5 separate regions of the Mus musculus genome follow, and all the other regions are linked to region 4. Evidence: chromatin contacts called from public promoter capture Hi-C data. All regions are on one chromosome and are shown on one strand. Each heading gives the region's core, a stretch centred on a gene start, on an enhancer-like site or on the middle of the called end of the contact. The rest is flanking DNA. Distances are from core to core; before and after follow the strand shown. Region 1 holds the start of Fam131b (family with sequence similarity 131, member B). Region 2 holds the start of Zyx (zyxin). Region 3 holds the start of Epha1 (Eph receptor A1). Region 4 holds the start of Tcaf1 (TRPM8 channel-associated factor 1). Region 5 holds the start of Gstk1 (glutathione S-transferase kappa 1).

Region 1 (2,700 bases), core at 125-2,624, 390 kb before region 4:
GGAAGAGGGGGAGCTGAGTCAGAGCCTTAGGGGGCAGGGAGATGGAGGGGAGGAGAACAGGGAAAGAGGTAAAAGCAGAGGAGGGTCTCCATGGAAATAAACCGGGTCTCAGAAATCAGGCTTCCGGAGAGTGTAGTTTGTTTGTAATAATAATACGAATTATTCTCTCAGCCTGAGGTCACTAGGGCGTGTAGGCGGGAGAAATTGGGAGTTAGGAAGGGGAAAATTGGGGGGTTTGGGAGAGGACTGTACTAATGTGTTCAGCCCTAAAGTGGAATGGATGCGTAGGGTGGGGGTAGGGGGCGGTAGTAAGGCAGGGGCTGGAAGGAGAGGACCATTAAGGAAGCGCCTTTCTTCCCTCCCCCTGCCAAAGGTAAATAAAAAGCCGGCCCTGCTCCGCCTGCCCCCGCTGACAGGTGCAGGCGGGTCCCAGGGTTCCTAGGCGGACCCCACCCTCTGGGAAGCGGACTCCCGACCTCTCTCGGGGAGGTAAACCTCCACCTCCTCCCTGAGTCCACGGCTCTTCCAGAGCACCCCGGCCCAAGACCATTCCCTCCAAGCGTGGAACCCATTCCCTCCCGGTGGCACACGCTCTTCCCGCCCCCGCCCCAGAGGGAAAATGCACGTGAACAAAGCAAATCGGGGGGAGGCAGGAGCGACGGGAAAAGGCTACCAAGAGGGAAATGGTTGGGGGCAAAACACACATGCCATATGGAGAAGAGGGTGAAGATGGGAGGGGGCGTGCGGAAGAAAGTCAGGGATGAGGCTGGAGAGGAGGTTCTGAGAAGAGGGGCTGCTCCCGAAAGAAGGGCTCGGGGAGGCTCTGGCTACAGCAGAGTAGACGCGAATGGCCTGAAGGTGGAGGGATGGGGCCATCGGGAGTAGGGAACAGCGACTGAGCCGCGAAGGATGCTGTGGAGAGGCTACCAGGGAAGGACCGCGCCTGCGGGAGGGCGATGGAGAGAAGGCTATGAGCTGAGAGGGATGGAAGCCCTGGAGGCGCGAGGGCACAAGGATAGAGGGACCTTAGCGGATGGAGGGAAAGTAAAGGCGCGAGGCAGGGCCGGGCGGGCGCGGAGGGAGGTCCCCAGGGGCAAGGATGGGGATGGGGGAGGGGGCCGGAGGAGCGCCCCGGGGCGAGCTTGCCCCTGACCCGCGCCGGGCTGCGGTACCCACCCACAGTCCGCGAGCCGATGCAGCCCATGGCTCCGGGGGCCGCCGGGTCCCGGCCCTCACCGACTCGGGGCCCTCGCCGGGGGGAGCACCGGGAACCGCGCCGCCGCCCCAGCCGCTCTGCAGCGCCGCGGCTGTCTCCGCTCGGCTCCGCTCCCCCCTCCCCTCTCCATCCCTCCCCACGGCAGCCTCCGTCGCCGCCGCTGCCGCCGCCGCCACCGCCTGGCTCCCCCGCCCCGCTCAGCTCTCCGCGGCCGGGGAGGGGGCTGCTCGGGGATTGGCTGCGCGCAGAGCCTCCCCGCCCTGCCCCCGACCGGGCACCGCGCTCCCCGCGCCCCTCGCCGCGCTGCAACCACGTCCCTCCGCCTGTCCTTCGCAACCCCCGCCCCTGAGCTCCTCGCCATCCCCGCTGAGTTCTCCCGGGAGATGCTGATGGAGAATGTGGATAATAACCCGCTTGTCTCAGGAGCCCGGTCAGGAAGCCAGGGCCCACCCTTAGGATATGCTTGATGGACTTTGAGGGCTGCGGGGTGAGAAGGCCGAGAGAGAAAGTGGGGCGGAGATGAGAGAACACCCTGCTTGGCCTTGGGTACCAAATTCCGCAAACATTTGTTTTCTTCCTGATGCTGCATCTGGGACGCACGAATCGGGATTGGATGCTGTTCTGGTTGCCCGGCGTTTCACGTGCGTTGCTTTGCCCACCCAAACATATTGTGAAGTCTTTGCCAGTGGATGCTGCGAGATGCTTCCCTGTCCTCTAGCTGTTTTGGGATGGGTGTGGGGATGGTGCAAGTATTCTAGCTCTAGGCTTGGGTCCGGATGGGAGGAGAATGGGAATAATTCTATTGCAGCTGTAGGGAAATGAAAATATCAGGATCGGAAACCGGCCGCAAGACATGGCTTTAAATCAGAATTTAACTTTTCTGAGCTTTATGTGGATGTCCGGAAGCAGCAAAAGGGAGAATACTGCCCCCTGCCGAGAAGGGTCAGCACTACACCAAGGGCCCCATGGGAAAGGAAAGGGAGATCTGAGTTGGGAGAGTCAGCAGGCACTATTTCAACTGGCAAGAAGAGTCTAGAAGACACACTAGGAAGGACAAGGAGACCATTTCCTCTTAGTCGAACCAGTAACTGCAAACCTTGGGCAAGCGGGTCTGGGTGGTACCATTGACAACAATGGTAACAACAAAAAGCAAACACTAATTCTGGGCCAGCTTGTTTTCCATAGGTTTTTGTCTCTTTCCTGGGATTAGAGAGGAAGAGGGGCAGGAGGCCTTGTGGGTTTGAGGCAGAGAAAAAGGGCATGCCTTACACGTGTAAGTTTGTGACATTTAGATTATGATTGAGGAATTACGTCTGATGACATCCCAGATGAAGATATGGGAGAGGATAGATATTTTTGCTCATTTTGGTACTATAACAAAATTCCTGAGACCAGGAAGTTTATAAAGATTGGAAGTTTGGAGGCTGGAAAGGCCAAGAACTTAGTGTTTGCAACTGCTGCAAGTGTCCTAAGGGCTTTGATGC
Region 2 (2,700 bases), core at 147-2,646, 360 kb before region 4:
AAGGGAGCATGTGAGAGAAAGCTGCCTAGGTTAACTGGCTGGAAATTTCCGTTGTTTTCCAGGCTGGAACTTGGAAGTAATACTGAGAACTATATAGAATTTTCAGGCATGGCATGTTATTTATCTCTTCACATAAAGCAGCAGGCAAACGAACTAAATGCCATCCCTTTTACAATGGAGGCAATGAAACCGAATGAATGAAAAATCTTGTCCACTGAGTTGGAAACCAGGCTCCCTGACCTCACGGAGTTTCTCCATCTTTGCCAACAGGGTTAATTAACTCTGACCTGAGTGCAACCCTTGGGGCCGTCTTTTCAGGTAACATCCCCCAGTTTCTTATCCTAGGTTCATGGGGTTAGTTTGCATGCCCCTAAAGCATAGCTCAAGGACATATACTGACCAACCATACTGGACAGTAGGGTGCAGCAGATGGGGAGCGCCAAGGTTTGGAGCCTCAGCCAGGGATGACAGGGCGAAACCAAAGGAAGCACCGAGGGTTGGATATTGGACTAGAGGCTCTAGCTCGTAACTCTATAATTTGGACGAAGTTTCCGTGTGTTGTTTAAAAAAAAAAAAAGAAGAAGAAGAAGAAGATCGGAAGGGAAAGATGCAAGATTAAGAAAGTAAGAAAAGCAGACACCAGCTTAGTCATATCTCTTTCATGTAGCCTGGGGCAGTCTCAGGCTGAGGAATCTGGTAGGACCAGTGGGGGGCTCCACCGAGCTTTGTCCCGGGGCGCGCTGACAACCCAAAGACTCTTGAGGGACTGGGAAAGGCTTGCTGAAGGGATCCTCAAGGACTAGTCCCCGGGGGCTATTTGGGTCTTCCTAGGTTGTCTGACCACTCGCCCTGACTTCGCCCTTGTACCTCCATTCCTGGACTCAAAGCACTGGACTCTTGTCCCCGGGGCAATACTATTGCAGGCGGGTCTAGGGCAAAGCGAATTCCTAGAAGCCTTAAGAGGCTGCCTAGCTCAGGAAGTTAGCATTCCCCCAGCTTAGGCTCCTGCTCACACACTAGTGGGTTACAGAAGGCCGGCCTGGGAGCCAAGTGCCCGCAGGGCCAACGTCCCTTCACCATCCCCCGCCCACCCAGGAGTACAGTTCCATCCCAGTCCTGCGTTCCGGGACTGACCACAGGACACGTGGGACGCGGAGCTGAAGCTGCAGGGAGGGGCGGGGTCGGTCAATGGCAGGCAGGCCCGGGGTGCGCGACTGAGCTGCTTCAGGACCGCTGGGATTACTAGCCAGCCTGCTCAGCCTGGAGTGCGGACAGTGAGTCAGTTCTCCAGCACTCGCGGGTCGGGAGGAGGGAGGTGGGGTAGGTGGCAGGTCAGGAAATGACATCAGAGGCCTGTGCTGGGGAAGGGTGGTCTGTGCCCGGCGGGGGCGGTGGTGAGTAGGGAGGCCGCAGGCGGACCTTTGCAGAGCCTGGAGCCCGGGGCAGGACCTGGGCCCCTTCCTGGGGGAGTTTCCTGTCGGGTCCTCCCTCCCCGGTCTCTCCCCGCCCCCTCTCCGGGCCGCTCCTTGTATGGTCTGGGCGCCGCTCTCTCCCCGCCCCCTCCCTCCCTTCCCGTGCACGACGTCCCTCCCCGCTTGGCTAGAAGCGGCTCCGGACCGGGACGCAGAGTCCGCGGACTCGGCGCCGAGGCGGTCATCCGAGACGCGCCTCTCACGCTCCTGCGCGCGGTGAGGAGCGGGGAGAAGCTCCGCCGCCCCGGGAAGGGGACGCGGGGAGGCGCGGGTGGGGTCACCGAGGGGCGCTTAGACCGAGGAGTGTCAGTCCGACACCGCTCTGCGTAACCTGACGACCCCACCCCCTGCAGCCCGGCCTGGCCATGGCGGCCCCCCGCCCGCCTCCCGCGATCTCCGTCTCCGTCTCGGCCCCCGCGTTTTACGCCCCGCAGAAGAAGTTCGCCCCGGTTGTGGCCCCAAAGCCCAAAGTGAATCCTTTCCGGCCTGGGGACAGCGAGCCTCCTGTAGCAGCCGGGGCCCAAAGAGCGCAGATGGGTCGGGTGGGCGAGATCCCACCACCACCCCCGGAAGGTATGCGGCTGGGATTGGGGGCCCTGATCTTTCTCGGGCGCCAGGGGTGGGGGTCGGTGGTTTGGGGAATTTGGGGTTGTCTGAAAAGGCTGTTGCGGAGGGGGCTGGGCGCTGGGTGGCTACCCTGTCCTGAGCAGATGTTCTTACCTCATCTTGGAGCTCCTGGCTGGGAGCCAGGACCCTTGGGACTGTTCCAAGTCTCCCGCCTGGGGGTAGGAGGCGGGAATGTGGGCCAGGAATCTTCCCCTCTGGATCCGTTCTCTGAAGTGTAACGGGAGCTGCACGGTTCTTCAACCTGGCTCGTTCTCACTCGACCTGCTTCGCCCAGGGCATCCTGAGCCCCTCGTTATGGTCTGCACACACTCTTGGGATGCAGGAAAGAGTTCTTGGATTAGGGGTTAAAGCAGTCGTCTGAGGAGAGGAGGAAAGAGGGTCGGTACTGATAGCCTTTTCTCTCCTTCCTACCCAGACTTTCCTTTGCCCCCTCCTCCCCTTATTGGGGAGGGCGACGACTCAGAGGGTGCCCTGGGAGGTGCCTTCCCACCTCCACCTCCCCCGATGATCGAGGAACCATTCCCCCCTGCTCCTCTGGAGGAGGACATCTTCCCCTCCCCTCCACCTCCACTGGAGGAGGAGGGAGGGCCTGAGGCCCCTA
Region 3 (2,700 bases), core at 100-2,599, 340 kb before region 4:
GAGTCGAGAGCTCATACCCCCACCCCCAACCCTATGGTAGGAGGGTGAGGGAGTAGCGATAGTCCCACTGAGTGGAGTTTGACACCCCCCAGCTCCCTAGGAGTACCATTCAGGAGCCTCTGACTCAGCTCCCCTCCCCCTCTTTGAGGAGACACTTCCAGTTTTTCCTGCTCTTTTCTGTTCCTCCACCCACCTCTCCACCCCATTTCCCACTGGCCTTCAAACTTGAACTTTCCCAGGTCCTTCAAATACTTACCCCAGTCTCTGGGGGATCCAGAAGCCAGCCCAGCTCTCCTTGTGCTGTGCTTGTGTCCATTAGAGTGACTGAATGGGGGAGAAAAGAACGATGTCATCCCTGGGGTGGTGGTACCCAACTCCCTACACTGGGTATTCTGGGACTCCCCAGTCCGAGGCTGCCCAGAACGTCTTCCTAACAGTGTGACATCCTGAGGCAGAGGAGAAAGGCAGAGTGGGGCAAGGGCTGGGGGACTGGTGCCTGAACCAGAGTCAGGACGGCAAGCGTTGGAAGAGCAACCCCAGACGTGGCACCCACGGAGCCCTGGAGAACATCTGCAAGGATGCCGTGGGCGGACGTCAGGGAAGCTAAGCCTTTGTAGTCCTGAGTGGGACCCTGGCAGGGGGATCCTGCTGGATTTTGACTCCAGTTGTCAGTGGCCTGCTCTGGTAGGTGAGGGTAGAGGAGGTGGGGCCTTAGGTGAAGCTATGATTTTGGGAAGTGGGAGGGGCATGGACAGAGTGTGCAAAACTTTAGGTGGAAGATTGGACCCCTACACCTAGCAATCCCAAAAGTTCTAATCCTTCCACCACTGGAGGATTATTTGTGCTCCGGTTAGGCTGGCAGAAGGAGGCTTTCCGCCTCAGACTTCTGAGTGCTGCTGCAAAGTCAGGGGTGGGCATTTGGAGGGTCCCATGATGCTGCAGTAGGAATGCAGCTTCCTGGCTGTGGTCAGGAACTCCCTCTCCAACCGCAGCAAATAGTGCTGGCCAACAGAGTAGGGGTGACTGATCCCGTGGGCAGGAGTCTGGGGTTAAAGACCAAAGATTGGCCTGGCCAATCGATCTTCCCGCTACTGGGGAGAAGCCAGGGAGAAGTAGTGGGGCTCGGGGAAGAGGGCCTCCTCAGGAATGCCGGCTCTTGCAGGCTGCTGCCCGTCAGCCGGGAAAGGGAGAGGGCGGGGGTCGGTACCTTCCTCGGCGCGCGCCCCCGGGGGCAGCGGGGCGCAGAGCAGCAGCAGCAGCAATGCAAGCCCCAGGGGCCAGCGCCGCTCCATGGCGCCGGCCGGGACCTGGGACCACGGCCCCTACGGCTGGGCCAGGTCGCGAGGGACTGGGCGATCCAGGCCGGCTAGGCGGGGGCGGAGGGCGGGGCCAGATGAGGGGCGGGGCCTCAGCCTCACCTGGTTCACCTTCTTAAAGGGACAGGAGGACAGGAAGGAAACTTGTTAGACAGGTAATAAACTTTAAAACCTGGAGGCGTCTTGGTTGGAATGAGACTGAAGGCGCCGCCTAGTGGGTGTTGCTAGGAATTGACTAGACAGACATTCTTAAATGTATCCTAAACCCAACCCAGTTTTGATCCAGCTTTCAATCGAATTCAGCTTGACTTAAAAAAGATCTCCGTTTTACTCCCTTTCTTTTCTGTGGACTCGAGACTTGTCATGCTCACTTGGAAATTTAGGAGTGGGAGACATTCCTTCATCCTGTTCGGCTTCGATGACAACCATGCAAATTGGTACAATCCTTAACAAAGTCAGGAGTAATCCTCAGGGGGGGGGGGGGGGGAAGCTGGCGTGACCAGGGTGTTTAGTGGCAGAGAAAGATTGAGATTGAGAAAGGCCTGCAGGCAGGGAGCCTCAAGGTGTGCTCAGGGAGTGGTACATGGACCAGTTTGACTGCTGGGGCACAGCATTTGTCTTGGGAGCCAGGGCAGAAAGACAGGTGTGGACCAGAACCGGGAAGGTTTTGGTAAACAGGAGGAGGAGTTTGAACTTTGCCTTATACCCACGGTGCAGACACGGGGACCTGGGGAGCATTTCCAGTACAGTTTTAGTGAAGAGGTGGCAGCTCTGGGCTCTCTCTTTGGGACTGCCTCCCATCCTACTTAATAGATGTCTGTTCAGCTTTCACTATGTATGTGTTTTAAGCTCAGAGACAGTAAAGTACTTATCCTAAACAAATTACTTGTCTGAAGAGGGCTAGGGGGTAGGGGGAGCTGAAGTCAGCACACAGATGACTATAAGGTAAGCAGGGCGGAACCCCAAAGAGATGAAAACAGGCTAGCAGTGTGAGCTATGCAGCCACTCATGGCTCCAGTCCCTGGGGCCCCTCTTTTTCATCCTTTTCTGGCTTCACCCCATTAATATGACTCACGCATATCTTTTTACCATTTAAATTGTTGCATATTTTGGTCATTGTACTGGAGGGGAAGTGGTAGATCGTAGATACTATTAGAATTAATGCTTCTTCTTATTTTCCATTTTAAAAAAATATATAAGTATTGGTAGATAAATATGATCCCTAATTTCTTGACCTACCCTACTCTTGTTGACATAAATAAGTAAATGTAATATATAATAGTCATTGGAAAAACCATGTTCAATGGGAAGAACTAAATGTTGAATAGAACTCTTCTTTCCCCACTCTGTAAAATGCTCTAAGTTAAAAATCATCTACTATTTT
Region 4 (2,707 bases), core at 170-2,669:
TTAAAAAAAATGAATACATTTCCCCAAGTGAGAAACCTAAATGCTCAATGGTAGAATAACTATAGGGTATTAAACCAATTAGAAATAAAAATGAAGGAAGTATAAGCAAGGATTAATCCTAGAGCTATAAGAATATACAGGATAATATTCATGAATGAAAGCATGACAAAATCATAAAGCAACCCATGTATGTTTTACACATAAGAGTAGAACTATGAAAACGGCGTAGTTGAAAGGAAAATCGCGAAGGATGCCAAGTCTCAGGCAGGGAAGGGCAGAAATGAGACCCTCCATTATGGTATTCAAGCCTTATTTTTTTACTTACAAGACGGCCAAGCGTTTATTTCACTATCTTGTAGATTAGACCACTTTGGAATGATAAGCATTCATTTTATTCTTAAGTCTTTAAAGCAACGCAAAACAGAGTGAAGAGCTAGCTGAAACGCAATCACTTTGCAAATCCTTTGGAGAATGGACAAATGGTTAGCGGGTCAGCCCATAGACAAGAGACATTGGTTCATCTCTTTAAGAGATTCTTCCTCCACGTTTCCACGATTGTCTAATTGGCAAGATCCTTTTTCCCCCTCTTCCATTTTTGTCCTTCATTTCAGGTTGGGCCAACCCAGAAGGCCTGCGGGGGGTGGGGGGTTGTGTATCTGCCAACTGGATAATCTAAGCCCCTGCTGCTGCAGGCCGAAGGCGGTCCAGACCTGCGTTCTCCAGAAGCCCCACACCCATTTCAGCAGCACCCTGCCCACATCCTCCCACCCACCTCTCAGAGCAAATATACTCCAGGCCCCTGGGTGCTTAAAGGACATGGAGAGGACTTTTACCTGGGGGCGGGTAAAGGAGGCTAAGCAGGGACTGTGGCCCTTAAAGAATTCTGTGTGGAGTCTCCTTCCGCAACCTCTGAGGTTCCTTTCATCAAATCCCAAAGGCTCCCTGCTGAACACAAACCACTCAATAAGGAAATGGGAAACGGCTGGGAGGGGGTTCCTGGCTGGCGAAGGGATAACAATGCAGGAAGACTGAAGGAGATATCTAAAGCAGCGGAAAGCTCAGAAAGAGACAGAGAGGAAGGTCTCAATGTGGAATGCATCAGCCACCTCCGCACGCCCGAGTTGCCCACACCAGCCCCCCACGCAGCCCCAGGCACTCGCCACCTCCTGCCCCCTTCCCCGCGAAGCACCCCACCCTTCTGGCAGTGGCCTTTGTCATCGCAGGCCTCTCCTGGTGCAGACCCTATCGCGGAGCCAGACTCACTCTGCGTCGCTGTTCCCTGAAGTGCTGATTCGGAGGCACAACAGCAAAGGAGGAAGCTACCCAAGGGGAAGAAGCTTCAGGCCTGCAAGGGAATAGGCGGTGGACCAGTGGATGGGGGACGTGGAAAGTCACTGGCAGAGAAGGGGGAGCAAGCAATGGGCCGTCCTGAGAACTGATTGGCTACACGGGGATGTGGGCGGTGCTCCGCTCTCTGCCCCCAGACCTTAGAGGCTCTCCTTTATGTCAATTTCTGCTCCAAGGCTTGGATGTGCAGCTGGCCAATTTCTAAAACACATACATACATACATACATACATACATACATACATACATACATACATACAGCTTAACACTGTGAACAAATAAGACATTGATAAAACAAGAGAGCTTTTATCAGAAATTATACACAATTATATTAAGAGAAGAATTAAAGCTATGGGTCCTATATTAAATTTAATGAAAAAGTCAAGTTTTGGTAGAAGAGAGTGTGTCTACACTTTGTTATATCCCAAACATCTGGAGTTTGAAGCTGTTGCATCTTCCTTAGTTTCATAAACTGGAAGTATGAGTGAATAGTGGCGGCTACAACAAATTGCCAGACAAGGAGGTGAATTAAGCCACACCCTTCCGACATCTTACAGTTCTGTACATCAGAAGCCTGGCACAGGTTCCACTGGGTAAAGCTGGGAAAATCAATGGGAGGATTTGCTTTCCTCCCTTCTCCAGATTCCAGAGTAGGCCTCAAATGATCTGACTTTGCCTGCTCAGGGACTTGCCCTGTCTGCAGAGGCAGTGGCCTCATCACTCCACCCTATACTTCTGCTATGGCATCTTCTCAGCTTTCTGATGCCCTCAGTTCCTTAGGGGACCCTGGTATCCATTCCAGTGGTTCTATCCAAATGACTTCTCAGCTCAGGGTCAGGTAACTAGCAAGCCTAATTCCATCCAGATCACAACTTCTTGGTCCTGTAACATTGCATCCTAACATGCTCTAGAATGATATATGGTTTCTATGGGGTCGTGTGTCTTCCCCCGAAGGTATGTTAGGATGTTTTTGCCCTGTTCTGTGATACTTGTCTCTATCAGGGTTAAAATAGGACTCTACGACTACATGTGACAAAGATCGTGCAAATGTCTGCTTTAACCTGAAAGAGGGCAGGTAATTCCAGACATGGGTGATTGCATCGTACTGTCACATTGATTGAGTTCACTCTGTTGTAACTAGGACATCCTCTTTGTAATGTGGGTCCCTTCATCACTGACCTTCAGCTCAGCTCACTGGTACCTAACTCAAAATCAAATCATTCTCTGGGGGTCTTTGCACAGCTCCATCGACATCTAGCCCATATGCTCATCCTTCTTCCGACTTACATGTTACTTACATGTTCTTTGCCAAGTAGTGCTGGGTCCTGGAGCAAAAGATAAAAGAGGGGAGCCAGTACCAG
Region 5 (2,700 bases), core at 162-2,661, 460 kb before region 4:
AACCATCAGAAGATCACGTCTTAGTACCACCAACTCCTCACCATGACCAGTTATTTCTGAGCCTTAATCACTTTTTCTGTCTGTAAATATTAAACGCCCACATTGCAGAGTGGCACTCTTTGAACCTCTCCTGATGCTACCTAATGTCTGAAGTGTTCTTTGCTAAAGGTACTCTAAGTTGTCTAAAGCTTTCTTTTAACACTAGCTATTACTCTCAGCAATATAATGGTGTAAGAAAATAAAAGTAAGTACATTTTTAACCTGTCAGTATGTGATGTGCGTATGTTTGAATATTACAATGTGGGCACCCCACATGAGGAGGTCTTTCCTTGTTGTCCACCTTGTTTAATCAAGGTTCTGAATATACAGCAGTATTATGTATGCTAAGATAAGTGGCCAGGGAGCTTCCAAGGACTCTCTTGTCTCTACCTCCTATCTCATAGTAGGAACACTGGGATTACAGATTAATGCTACTAAACACAGCATCATGTGTACTCTGAAGATCAAAAATCAGGTCAACACAGTTGCACCATTGACCCACTAAACCCCCTCCACAGACGAAAAGGGAATATATTTTTGTTTTTCCCCCCATATCATCTATAATACCAAAACTTTTAATAATAAATGATAACAATAGTATATGGTTCCAGGATATACAAAGCAACATATCAAGACCCCACCCCACTCCCCCAAAAACCCTAAATAAATGAATAATACTAGTAGCAGATGAAGTCCTGTGCCTTCCCTCTTGGGATGTAAGTCATCCTTTTGTTTAGTGTGTCCACACTGTATATATTACCTACCTCCATTTCTGTGACCACCTCCGTTATCAGATCAAGTGCTGTACTGATGAAATACTTATGTTCAAGTAACATTTTTATTATAATAAGGCACAAATTTTAGTGTGGCATGTTATGGTTCTTCTAGCATTCATCACTAATGTGCCTAATTTATAAGTTATAATTTACTGTGTGTAGAAAAAAAACATAATATGTAGAGTTTCATCTACAGTTTCAGGCATCCCCTGGGTGTGCTGTAATGTATAGAATGAAGATTTTTTAAAAGACCACTATGTCAACTGTCAAATTCATTCTAAACATTGTTCTTATCTCTGAGAAAGTGAATACAATAAAAGATGCAATTCGGAACTTCCATATTGCCGGTCTTTAAACGTCATCCAACGCAAATTTGGATCCTTGTGTATTGCCTTCTTGCTTGAGGGACAAAGTTCTAGAGCTGGCTGCACACACTTGAGATCCTTCTCTGGATCTGACCTTCCCCTTTATCTCAGACTCCGCCTTCCTCATCCGCTCTTGGTCTACCCGTGTACACCCCTGGGCCAGCCCTATAGGGCGGGGCCTCTCCCGGAGACTGCGCACTAGGGCCCTTAGCAGACCCGCCTGCAATTCGCGGACTACGATTGGCTGCTTGCTCTTCAGCTACCTAAAGCTCTTCGGCAGCCCAAGGCTTCAAGTTCACTTTCTCTCACCACTGTAGAATGGGGCCGGCGCCGCGCATCCTGGAACTCTTCTACGACGTGCTGTCCCCGTACTCCTGGCTGGGCTTTGAGGTGACACGGGGGAGCCGCCCGGGTTGTGGTCTGCGAGGCGAGTGCACAGTGGGGCACTGATCACCGGGCTGCAGAAATTCCAGTGGATGCCCTCAGGGTTAGCACAGGGTTCAGGTTCAAGTTCACTTTGTGCCTTTAAACGGACCGAGACTCCGCCAAGTAGGGTCCTGATCCTAAGGTCAAATATTCTCTTTCCACAGACCCTAGAAAGAACAGAGGCAACTCCAATGAAGCTAGGTCAAGTTCGGGGAGGGGGATCAGGGGCGCTAGGATGCTCTACGGGATGAAAACCGTACACTGGAGTAAGCATTCTGGTATCTATTTCAAAGAACTGAGAGTTTTGTCCTATTAAACCAACCAGTTCAGTGTGAAGTCCCCATCTCTGTCCAGCACTTAGAGGCAGAAGACAGCCCTCAAATGCCACACAAGCTCCCCTTCTTATCTCTGCACTTGTAGGTCCTATGCAGATACCAACACCTCTGGAATATAAAGCTGCAGTTGCGGCCCACTTTAATCGCTGGGATCATGAAAGACAGCGGTAAGCATGAAGAAGCTCCACCTCTCTGGGCAAGGAGGGTTGCTTTCTGTGGCCTGAGGGGCCTGTCCTGCACTGAGTATGCAGACCTCAGCCTAAACTAGTAGTTTGCTTTCTACTGGAGAGGTTCCAGTAGACCCTCATGTCCTCTCTCACCAGTTGTCTTAACTCTCCACTGCCAGGAAACCAACCACCTGCTATGGTTCCCCGAAAAGGCCAGTACATCTTCAAAGAGATTCCTCTCCTGAAGCAGTTCTTCCAGGTTCCCCTCAACATACCCAAGGATTTCTTTGGTGAGACTGTGAAGAAAGGTGAGGAGGAGGATGAAGAGAAGACTCGGCAGTTAAGAGCACCGGCTGCTCTTCCAGAGGACCTAATTTAATTCCCAGCACCCACAATGGTGGGTCACAACCACCTATAACTCCAGTTTCAGAGGAAACAGAAATAAATAAGTGAAGAGGGTCAGAAACACTGGGGAATGTAGTGGAGAGCAGTCCAGCTGAGGCTTTCATAGGATATCAAGAAATAAAACATGCTTGTGTGGGGAACCCAGCATCAGCTAGCCAAAAGAGAGGGATGGGAGAAGCAAGAACTG

The links. Promoter capture Hi-C pulls out the DNA fragments that hold promoters and counts their contacts.
Region 1: a contact with region 4 is called in a promoter capture Hi-C map of hippocampal neurons, with 4 times the contacts expected there. The contact joins the promoter of Fam131b here to the promoter of Tcaf1 in region 4. A contact is called at or near these places in 8 of 39 promoter capture datasets (the 3T3-L1 cell line, cranial neural crest, embryonic stem cells and 4 more), 2 of 484 Hi-C or Micro-C datasets (cerebral cortex and uterus), 3 of 115 datasets of contacts at active chromatin or transcription factors (astrocytes, pancreatic cancer cells and stem cell-derived neural progenitor cells) and 1 of 9 other capture datasets (adipose tissue).
Region 2: a promoter capture Hi-C map of hippocampal neurons shows a contact between it and region 4, with 3 times the contacts expected there. The contact joins the promoter of Zyx here to the promoter of Tcaf1 in region 4. A contact is called at or near these places in 6 of 39 promoter capture datasets (cranial neural crest, embryonic stem cells, frontonasal cranial neural crest and 3 more), 3 of 484 Hi-C or Micro-C datasets (extraembryonic endoderm stem cells, nephron progenitors and uterus), 2 of 115 datasets of contacts at active chromatin or transcription factors (extraembryonic endoderm stem cells and stem cell-derived neural progenitor cells) and 1 of 9 other capture datasets (adipose tissue).
Region 3: a contact with region 4 is called in a promoter capture Hi-C map of hippocampal neurons, with 5 times the contacts expected there. The contact joins the promoter of Epha1 here to the promoter of Tcaf1 in region 4. A contact is called at or near these places in 3 of 39 promoter capture datasets (cranial neural crest, hippocampal neurons and maxillary cranial neural crest).
Region 5: a contact with region 4 is called in a promoter capture Hi-C map of second pharyngeal arch cranial neural crest. The contact joins the promoter of Gstk1 here to the promoter of Tcaf1 in region 4. A contact is called at or near these places in 11 of 39 promoter capture datasets (the 3T3-L1 cell line, 3T3-L1-derived adipocytes, cranial neural crest and 7 more).

The regions. Positions count from the first base shown.
Region 1 is chr6:42,323,266-42,325,965 of GRCm38.p6, forward strand. It overlaps Fam131b (family with sequence similarity 131, member B), which reads right to left and starts at 1,375. Exons shown (of 7, transcript NM_029528.5): 1 at 1,177-1,375. The coding sequence starts at 1,204.
Region 2 is chr6:42,348,432-42,351,131 of GRCm38.p6, forward strand. Zyx (zyxin) reads left to right here and starts at 1,397. Exons shown (of 10, transcript NM_011777.3): 1 at 1,397-1,688; 2 at 1,826-2,045; 3 at 2,515-2,700. The coding sequence starts at 1,838.
Region 3 is chr6:42,371,919-42,374,618 of GRCm38.p6, forward strand. Epha1 (Eph receptor A1) reads right to left here and starts at 1,350. Exons shown (of 18, transcript NM_023580.4): 1 at 1,208-1,350; 2 at 257-324. The coding sequence starts at 1,292. The region is part of intron 2 of 2010310C07Rik (RIKEN cDNA 2010310C07 gene); the gene reads left to right.
Region 4 is chr6:42,708,696-42,711,402 of GRCm38.p6, forward strand. It overlaps Tcaf1 (TRPM8 channel-associated factor 1), which reads right to left and starts at 1,420. Exons shown (of 9, transcript NM_001355769.1): 1 at 1,264-1,420.
Region 5 is chr6:42,244,524-42,247,223 of GRCm38.p6, forward strand. Gstk1 (glutathione S-transferase kappa 1) reads left to right here and starts at 1,412. Exons shown (of 8, transcript NM_029555.2): 1 at 1,412-1,570; 2 at 2,027-2,108; 3 at 2,288-2,416. The coding sequence starts at 1,499.